2 separate regions of the Oncorhynchus mykiss genome follow, and region 1 is linked to region 2. The links are chromatin contacts, called in public Hi-C maps. All regions are on one chromosome and are shown on one strand. Each heading gives the region's core, a stretch centred on a gene start, on an enhancer-like site or on the middle of the called end of the contact. The rest is flanking DNA. Distances are from core to core; before and after follow the strand shown. Region 1 holds the start of gtf2ird1 (general transcription factor II-I repeat domain-containing protein 1). Region 2 holds the start of LOC110533434 (myelin protein zero-like protein 1).

Region 1 (4,998 bases), core at 2,245-4,744, 150 kb before region 2:
TTTCAGAGTCAGTAGAAAGGCCTCTTTAGTGTCCTAAGTTTTCATAAATGTGACCTTAATTGCCTACCATCTGTAACCTGTTAGTGTCTTAACGAGCGTTCCACAGGTGCATGTTCATTAATTGTTTATGGTTCATTGAACAAGCATGGGAAACAGTGTTTAAACCCTTTACAATGAAGATCTGTGAAGCTATTTGGATTTTTACTAATTATCTTTGAAAAACAGGGTCCTGAGAAAGGGACATTTATTTTTTTGCTGAGTTTATTTTATATACACACACACACAAACATTGCAAACTTTGACTACTGGCAAGGTTAAAACAAATATATTAAACTGGTTGCAATATTAGTTTATCTCTCTACTTACGGCCAGTAATTTCAGACTGTAGGCTAAACATAGACCTAAAATGCAATGATACCAACAGGCTACAGTACTTAAAATGTGTTGCCTGTTCCTTAATTGTAAAATTAACTAGAAAGAAAGAAATAAAAGAAACAGTATAGCTACACTTCCGAACACTTCCCTGGTATGTGAGTACACCCTGATCTTAAAATGATACAACTCTGTTCTGGCTGCCATCCTTAAATGCTCCAGCTAATGACATCCTAAATCCTAACCCATTTGAGTCTCCCCCGAGGAAGCCGGCAATTTTATTTTCTTCATGCCATGCAAACCTCTCCAGGCTGCAGGGGGCAGAGCTTATCCTTTACTTGTTGAATAATTGCCCAAGCAGTATTTAGCCAGAGATAATAGGCTACAATGTTCTCAGAAGAAGGGGTATCATGGTTTTCTGAGCTGATTTTGCACTAAGAGGCTTGTGGTGCTTGCTGCCATTGATATACAATACTTTGCTAATATCCCTTAAAAAGCCATTCCGGTCACAGACCTTTTGAAGACCACAACTCCATCTAAATCGTTGGGCTCGGTGCTGATCATTTACTTTTAATTGTATTGAACTCTGGGCATGCCAGGCATGATCCCAGAGGTTGTAGACCTACTTAGCTGTATACATACATCAACTAGGCTATTATGCCGGCGTTGTGGGATAGGCAGAGCCATGAGAACATCTCCTCTGGTTGGGAGATCCAACTAGTTCTGGAATAGTTCAACTACATGGAACGACCTAGAGCCTAGACATAGCCAGGGGTGTCAAACTCATTCCACGGAGGGCTGAGTGTCTGCGGGATTTGGGTTTTTCCTTTCAATTAAGACCTAAACAACTAGGTGAGGGGAGTTCCTTCCTAATTAGTGACCTTAATTAATCAATCAAGTACAAGGGTGGAATGAAAACCCACAACCACGTGTCAATCTAGATAAATGACAGCAAGTACGCCTGCAATTCAGCTAGCTAGGGAAAACATCAGGTGAAATAAAATATTGGGATCATTCAAAAATAGGAAAGATAAAGTCCTAATAATTGAAATGGACCTGTGGCTTTCACAAAATACGTTTAAAATCACAGTTACTTTGTTGCAGAGTTTAGGCTAATTATTGGAAGTGACAACCTGGCGCGGGGTGAAGATCTAGCCAAAACAGTTTGTCCAGAAGATATGCTCTCCTTCTGGGTTGAAATGTCCTTATGCCCATATTTGCAATTGCACCTTAGGGTACTTCAACTGTATTGAAATGGTTTAAAAACGTGCTTCAATCCAGGAATAGAAGGTGATGTTGTACTCCTAATAATCCCACAACAATTTACGGCAAACGGAGAAGATTGAAATAGGGCTAGTTTTTTATTAAACTTTTCTGTCAGCATGCTAGGCTATAGCTAATGTTAAAGCAGCTCATTAGATTCAATGAAAATGTGTCACTATAGTTGGGGTGAGTAGCTGCCAGAAGTGTTGTGGCATTAAATGGGCTGCTTTGGCATTAACTACCAAGAATGAAGATGAAAAAAGCAGTTTAATAAGAATATTTACATTTTCTCGATTTGCCGTAAATTGTTGTGGCATAAGAGTTCAGCAACACCTTCCATCCCTGGATTGCGAAGAAATAAAAGGCACAAGATCCACAAAAATTCTATTTTTTTAATTTTAGCGAGCAATTTTAATTGTATTTGTTCAAGCTCCTAGCTAGCTACCTTCCTATCACCTAACGTTACTGGAGAATGAGTAGGCTATATGGAGTTACCGCTTGAAACATTTACTGAGACAGCATGGGGATTGGCTACTGTAGCTAGCTGCCTTTACACACGTCTCAGGTAATGTCAGAAGACCTTGCATGCATTAGGATGTGGCTCTTAGGTAAACTGCATGTGAAGCTTGTTTCAGGTGAACTTCAGTGATGTGTTCATGACATGACAATCAGCTACACGCCCAACTCCAGATTAGCTAGCTACATTCATTGGGGAGGTTTGGATCCTGACTGTAGCTAACTAGCCAATGTTACAGAAAAGTAGAACGCAAGAGTCACGTTAGCTAGCTAAATGAGATAGGGAAGACCAAACTGCCACAGATGAAATAAATATATTTGACAAAATTGAGCAAGACAGTTGTGAAAGCGTTGTTCAACCAACAATGAATGTGGTCTGGCTAACTACCGTTAGCTAGCTAGAAAATATTGACATGATTGAACAAAACGCTCGCTGCTGAGTAATTTAATTAACTAGTTACTGTAGCTAACTAAACTAGCAAGCTACCACCAAAGTAAAATGGTTGACGTGGTCTTGAATAAGGTCTTAATGTATCCTCAAACTGTAATGTGCCATCTGCAGGCAACAAAAACACGACCGGAGGGCTGGCTAGCTATATTATCTAGCTACCTTTCTTTCTTGATAATGTTGGCTATCAATATAGCTACATTTATCCAACGATGCGCACGCCAAAACAAGACTTCTCGTATCAGTGTGCAGAATTTAGTTGCAGTTGGCTCGCTGCGAATATAACGATGTAACGTTACACCGTTTAGCTAGCTACAGAAATGTAAATGAGCTCATACCATTTATTTGCATCTAGCTAGATATATAGCTAAAGAAATCGCGAGATGATTCAATCGACGAATTAGCTAGCTAGCCACAATAACGGGTTAGCTAACTGGCCCATCTCCTCCCCCAGAATTATAATCTGTAATTTCACAATTTGTACAGTCATAAAGTCACGTGCTCACAAAACACGGTTTTCTGTTCGAAGTTAATAAATATTACAATAGCATGAGGCATACCTTACCAAAAACAACGTTTAAATGTCGTTATGCTGTCAATCCCGTAATAAGGTTATTCCCCGTTTAATCCAACCGCAACTGTAGAATTCCCATCTAAAATGTAGCATTATCGTGTTTTCGAAACCTTGTGATCTGAAGCATTATGGCACAAAATCGATTGCAAAATGTTATCGCCGAGATTATTTGTCCATTTTCCCCGTTTCTCTCTCTTTTCTTTAACAGTGGAGTATGTCCCCTTTCCCCTTTGTTCTGTAATCCAGTAAAATTGAAAGTCATTCGCCTCCGCTAATCCCAGCCCAACTCAACAACAGCATCTATTGGCTGTAATTTACATATAGGATTAAGCAACCTCTGGGAAACCATGGGGGGGAACTACCTCAATGGGGGAAACTCGTCCGGAGAAGGACGTGATGCGACAAAAACAAACAGGATATTTCACTTTTCAGATTTAAACCTCTGGTAAAAACAAATATACCAGTCAGCATTAAACATTTTACTAAATAGCCTTACAAAACATTTAGACTAGACTGCACCGAAATTACTATTAACACGAATTGACTAATATAATAATATTTATTATAGTGGACAATGTATTAATTGACAGGTTAATAATGTCGGTGAATTATTGGTATTGACTCTACAATAGTGAAAAAGGGAACACCTAAATAATGCATTAGGATAGCAATACAATACCTCTGTATGATATCAAGAGTTTAATTGTGAACTATTTTGGTCAGCCACCTGAGCAGTGCCATAACTGTCCCTATGCATGTGATCCTGCTCGCTTTATTGGTTACATTGGCCAAGTACATAAATCATGAATAGCAGTTTACTTTGCCCCTAGTGTTCTGAGAGCAGTATTTTACTCTCAGGTCCCACTTGTAGAAATACATTTCTGGAAACCTTCAAACCATTTGTTGCTACACTTTTTTCACCCCCTCACTTCACAGCCTCTACTTTGGAAAATGTTCCATGAATGATATCCATCACTTCCACAAGTGAGCCAAATTGTTTACACAGTCAGCAGTGGGAGCTTAGTGTTTGGTGTGTGCTAATGTGCATGTGCAACAGTATTTATTTGTGAGTGATTGTACTTAAAGGTTAATAAGTGTTCAATAAAGGCATAACAAAACTTCAGAAAAGACCATCAAATGTCCACTTGAAATAAAACACCACAATCCTTTTCCCACATTGTTAATATTTAATGACTCAATCTCAGAAATCATTACAGCAATAAAGGGTATGAAGTGTTTCCCATCTGAAAAAAGGCAATATACATTTTCCAATGACAGTTTGTAGCTTCAGTTTCGCTGAGCGAGGGCCAGCCCAACACTTTGTCCAAGCAATGTCAATCCCAAGTCTTACATTCCACATTACTCACATCAAGATAATGTTCTCCAAAGACAGTGCATTTCAAATGGCATGCTATTCTCTATATTGTGCACTACTTTTGACCAGTGCCAAAAAGTAGTGCACTATATAGGGAATAGGGTGCCATTTGAGACAGACCAGAATGTCAACCAATATCCCGTAAATACAGTAATGGCCTACACTTAGTATTTCCCTGTTGGCTTGTTAAACAGAGATAATATCATTTGGAAGACCATAATGTATCAATTCTGTACGTTATGATTAGGATTTGTTTAAACGTCATCCAGATGTGTGTTCTTCAACCAAGGGAGGGAGCAGTTACAGTAGGGTTGTGTCATAAATGGCACTATATTTCACTACTTTTGACCAGGGTCCATAGGGCTCTACTCAGAAGTAGTGCACTATATTGGGAACAGTGTGCCATTTGGGATACATATTAGAACATTCCATTGTTTGGATTGTGCTCCA
Region 2 (4,830 bases), core at 2,121-4,620:
AGTTGCTATCACTACAACTCCATCCAGACAAATAAACAAACATGCTTGTAGAAGTATAGTAGTTGTTTGTCTGTTAGTAAACCAGCTGTCCCTACCTGAGAGGTGTCATGAGGGGGTGAGCTGAGACAGGTCTGGCACGGGAACTGACAAGATGTTGATGGGGTAGTCGAAGAGTTAGAACACCACACTCTCCTTTCCTTCCGTGTCCTCCTCGTCGCTGCAGGATGATTCTCAAATCTCACTCATCTTCCAATTGTCAGGGACACCCTTTGAGGAAATTCACTGCCCCGTCCAACCCTGGGAGTAGCCAGAGCAAGTCAAGAGTTTCAGATGAATTTGATCTCAATTTAGTTGACTAAGACATTTCAGTTCTCCATAAGAATGCCCATTCAGGTCCTGAACTAAGTGTAATTGTGAGTGTAGAGCTCCCTAGGTGAGCCATCCTCATATTTACTTAACCAGAACTCAAGCTGAGAGTGATCCATGTTCCCTTCATGGATCTATTTTCCTGCCACAGTGTGACTGTAAAAACAACAACCGCGACCCGTCTGTCATAGTCTGTAATTAGTGGACAACGGGTCGCAGTCATAGGAGTTATTTAGCTACATAAAGGAGTTGTTATACACCCAATGTATTATGTTTGTGTATGCCTATGTATACTATTTAGGTTGTTATAGCACTTAAGTGTGCCTTTTCAGTATATTAGTCCTGTTATGAGAGTTAGTGGTTATTAGTTAGTTAAGCCTAAAATGGCGCCAGGGCATGTTACTTCAGTATTATGCCCCACTCTTACTGAATCCCACAAGACACCAGAGAGATTCCACCATTCAGTTATGAAGTAATGCACTAGTCATTAATGTGTTACCACTGACACCTAGTGGTGCTTTAGATCAGGCCCTTTATGTGTAGTAAACTTATAGTAATGCCTTTATAGTTTATATTGTAAGTGGTGTCAGGGACACCCTTTTAATGTAATTCTATACAGTGGCTTGCGAAAGTATTCACCCCTTAGCATTTTTCCTATTTTGTTGCCTTACATCCTGGAATTAAAATGGATTTTTGGGGGGTTTGTATCATTTGATTTACACAAAATGCCTACCACTTTGAAGATGCAAAATGTGTGTATTTGTGAAACAAACAAGAAATAAGACCAACAAAAAAAACAGACAACTTGAGCGTGCATAACTATTCACCCCCCAAAGTCAATACTTTGTAGAGCCACCTTTTGCAGCAATTACAGCTGCAAGTCTCTTGGGGTATGTCTCTATAAGCTTGGCACATCTAGCCACTGGGATTTTTGCCCATTCTTCAAGGCAAAACTGCTTCATCTCCTTCAAATTGGATGGGTTCCGCTGGTGTACAGCAATCTTTAAGTCATACCACAGATTCTCAATTGGATTGAGGTCTGGGCTTTGACTAGGCCATTCCAAGACATTTAAATGTTTCCCCTTAAACCATTCGATTGTTGCTTTAGCAGTATGCTTAGTGTCATTGTCCTGCTGGAAGGTGAACCTCCGTCCCAGTCTCAAATCTCTGGAAGACTGAAACAGGTTTCCCTCAATAATTTCCCTCTATTTAGTGCCATCCATCATTCCTTCAATTCTGACCAGTTTCCCAGTCCCTGCCGATGAAAAACATCCCCACAGCATGTTCTCGGGGTGATGAGAGGTGTCGGGTTTGCGCTAGACATAGCGTTTTCCTTGATGCCAAAAAGCTCAATTTTAGCCTCATCTGACCAGAGTACTTTCTTCCATATGTTTGGGGAGTCTCCCACATGCCTTTTGGCGAACACCAAACATGCTTGGTTATTTTTTTCTTTAAGCAATGGCTTTTTTTCTGGCCACTCTTCTGTAAAGCCCAGCTCTGTGGAGTGTACGGCTTAAAGTGATCCTATGGACAGATACTCCAATCTCCGCTGTGGAGCTTTGCAGCTCCTTCAGGGTTATCTTTGGTCTTTTTTTTGCCTCTCTGATTAATGCCCTCCATGCCTGGTCCGTGAGTTTTGGTGGCCGCCTTCTTGACAGGTTTGTTGTGGTACCATATTCTTTCCCCTTTTTAATAATGGATTTAATGGTGCTCCGTGGGATGCTCAACGTTTCTGATATTTTTTAATAACCCAACCCTGATCTGTACTTCTCCACAACTTTGCCCCTGACCTGTTTGTAGTGCTCCTTGGTCTTCATGGTGCCGTTCCTCAATCGCTGCCTCCGCCTGCTTCCATGGCAGGGTCTTGTCCCCTGCCATTACCTCCTCCCAGGTCCAGGATGTCCTCCACTCTCTTTTCGCCCAGGATCCCTGCTCCTCCTGGCCACGCTGCTTGGTCCTTTGGTGGTGGGATCTTCTGTAACGGCTCTCGTTGAAAGGAGAGGACCAAAGTGCAGCGTGGAAAGTATTCATGATTTTTTTTTTTTTTTTTTTAAACACTCAAACAAAATAACAAAAGTGAAAACGACCACGCACAGTTCTGTCAGGTACAGACACTAAACAGAAAACAAGATCCCACAAAATGCAAAAGGAAAATTACAACTTATATATGATCCCCAATTAGAGACCCACACTCGGCCAAAACAAAGAAATAGAAAACATAGACTTTCCCACCCGAGTCCCACCCTGACCTAACCAAACATAGAGAATAATAAGGATCTCTAAGGTCAGGGCGTGACAAGTACCAGTTAATTCAGCCTCATTTACAGCCTTTTTTTCCCCAAACATAGCTAATATGGCGGACTCCCATAAACAAATGTAGTTTCTACTGACAATGGAGATGTTCAAACTATGGAATAAGCGAACGATGAGCGGATAAGAGACAATCTGTAATTTCGATTAAGAAATTAGTGAGCTAGGATGGACGTTGTCAATATAACGATTTGTTCAGCACGTTTGAAATGTATCATGGTACATAAACATTACACAAAAAGTTTGAAATCGAAAATTCAACAATGAGTGGTTTGGAAGGAATCAGTGGCTAACGGTTTGTTACCGTTATAGTGCAATTATTGATTTGTTTAGTGTTGTGTAGTAGCTTTGAGTTTGCGCCACCATGATTTACATGCTAAAATCGCCACTGCATATACAGTATATTGCAAATCTATGTAAGATTCCAGAGGTGCCTCGATCGCTGCAGGCTTGTTGAGGCCACTGAAAACTGCATTTGTCCCCACAGGATGGCAATTTTATCAGAGATTTCATTTAACACGTCAGGAAAATGATGTAATGTCGAACTTCTTCCATGTTCTCGAACTTGATTTTCTTTAACTGTAATTCATTAATGATTACATAGTTTCATCATTGGAACTGAGATTACTGCCAATAATCAATGTGGGAGAAGGTGAACTCTATTTACTTCAGATCACGTGCGAATGTGGTGTTTCCACTTTGGTGCATGGGATTTTAAAGCAACTTTACCGTCTGGTGCTCCGCGTGAGATAAATCGAGTGCACATTATATGTCATCGTCTTTCCAGTCATGCTAGTGCGTTTTCCTGTGTTTTTTTACACACAGGAGGAGGGTGCTTTGAGCAGCTGAACGTTGGCTAATGTTGGACCAAAAAACAGGGAGGGGGAGATATTGATGCGTTCTAAATTATGGAGCTAAGGAGGAGAAACCTCGCGTGCAATTGTGTTTTACTATATGGAATAACGTTATGTCTCTTTTTCGGTAAGTAACTTACTGTATACCTTTTAAAAGAAGCTAATAACATGATCGCTATAGTTGTTAGCTAGCCAGTAGCTATAGTAGTTTGCATGCTAACTAGCCGCTAGCAAATTATGCATTAGTTAACTGGCTAGCTAAATAGACGATAGTTAGCTAGTTGTGCGTGACTTGCTACGATAGTCGTATTTCAAATCAAGGTGTGTGTAATGTATCTATGAACTATAGAGTGCCAGTTAGCTAGCTAGTTACATTCTTGACTTAGGGTCTGGTTAGCTTAGTTTGTTGGTAGCTAGCTAGGAATGCTAACCTAGCTACCTAACATAAAACCAAATAATATCAAAATACAGAGACGCGAGGAAGCGCCTGTTGTTGTGAAACGTGTCACGTGTTGTTCATGTAATTAACTAAACATTTCTGAATCTATTGTTTTGTCATGATGTGTAAGAATTGACCAACTTATTGGCTAAATATGACGGATTCATAGTCTGTGGACAGCAAGTTAAACATATTTTACCTAGCTCATTTAATTTTTTATAAGAAGTTATAAAATCTGAGACGTGATTATTGTAGCGCATCATTTGTGGTCTACTACACTTTTGAGATACAACAATAATATTGCTTCCAATGGACTTGGTTTCCATTTGTGTGTTGCTTTCCCAGTCTGTGTTGGGTTGAAATTCAAAGGCTTTAAGGGAAAGGGTCCACCTGTTTTATTATTGCATTCTATGCTGTCAGCATGTTTTTGTCACACTGCATGCCTTCCTCCCTGACCTGGCTCTTTATAAATGGAGAAGATGTTGCCAAATAGGTACAGAACTCTGATGACCAACCCGATTTTACCTATGCCAATCTAGTTAACAACATAGATTAAGAAGCAAATGTCGCGCCAACAGAAATAAACATCTCTCTGGGAAGAAGGGCGGGGGTGTATGCTTCATGATTAACGACTCACGAATCGTAACAACACACAGGAACGAACTGATGTCCATTTGTTCACCTGACCTAGAAATCCTCATAATCAAATGTCGACCATATTATTTCCCAAGAGAATTCTCGTCGGTTATTGTCACAGTCATATCCTCCCTCAAGACGATACCACAACAGCCCTCAAGGAACTTCACTGGACTTGATGCAAACTTGAAACCATATATCCTGAGGCTGCATTTATTGTAGCCG

What was found. Hi-C and Micro-C count contacts between places; a contact is called where the count stands out from the background.
Region 1: a Hi-C map of liver shows a contact between it and region 2, with 3 times the contacts expected there. The contact joins the promoter of gtf2ird1 here to the promoter of LOC110533434 in region 2. A contact is called at or near these places in 2 of 3 Hi-C or Micro-C datasets (blood and liver).

The regions. Positions count from the first base shown.
Region 1 is chr10:17,694,856-17,699,853 of USDA_OmykA_1.1, reverse strand. gtf2ird1 (general transcription factor II-I repeat domain-containing protein 1) reads right to left here and starts at 3,494. Exons shown (of 26, transcript XM_021617643.2): 1 at 3,165-3,494. It overlaps clip2 (CAP-Gly domain-containing linker protein 2), which reads right to left. Exons shown (of 19, transcript XM_036989823.1): 19 at 4,341-4,998.
Region 2 is chr10:17,544,162-17,548,991 of USDA_OmykA_1.1, reverse strand. LOC110533434 (myelin protein zero-like protein 1) reads left to right here and starts at 3,370. Exons shown (of 6, transcript XM_021617630.2): 1 at 3,370-3,657. The coding sequence starts at 3,585.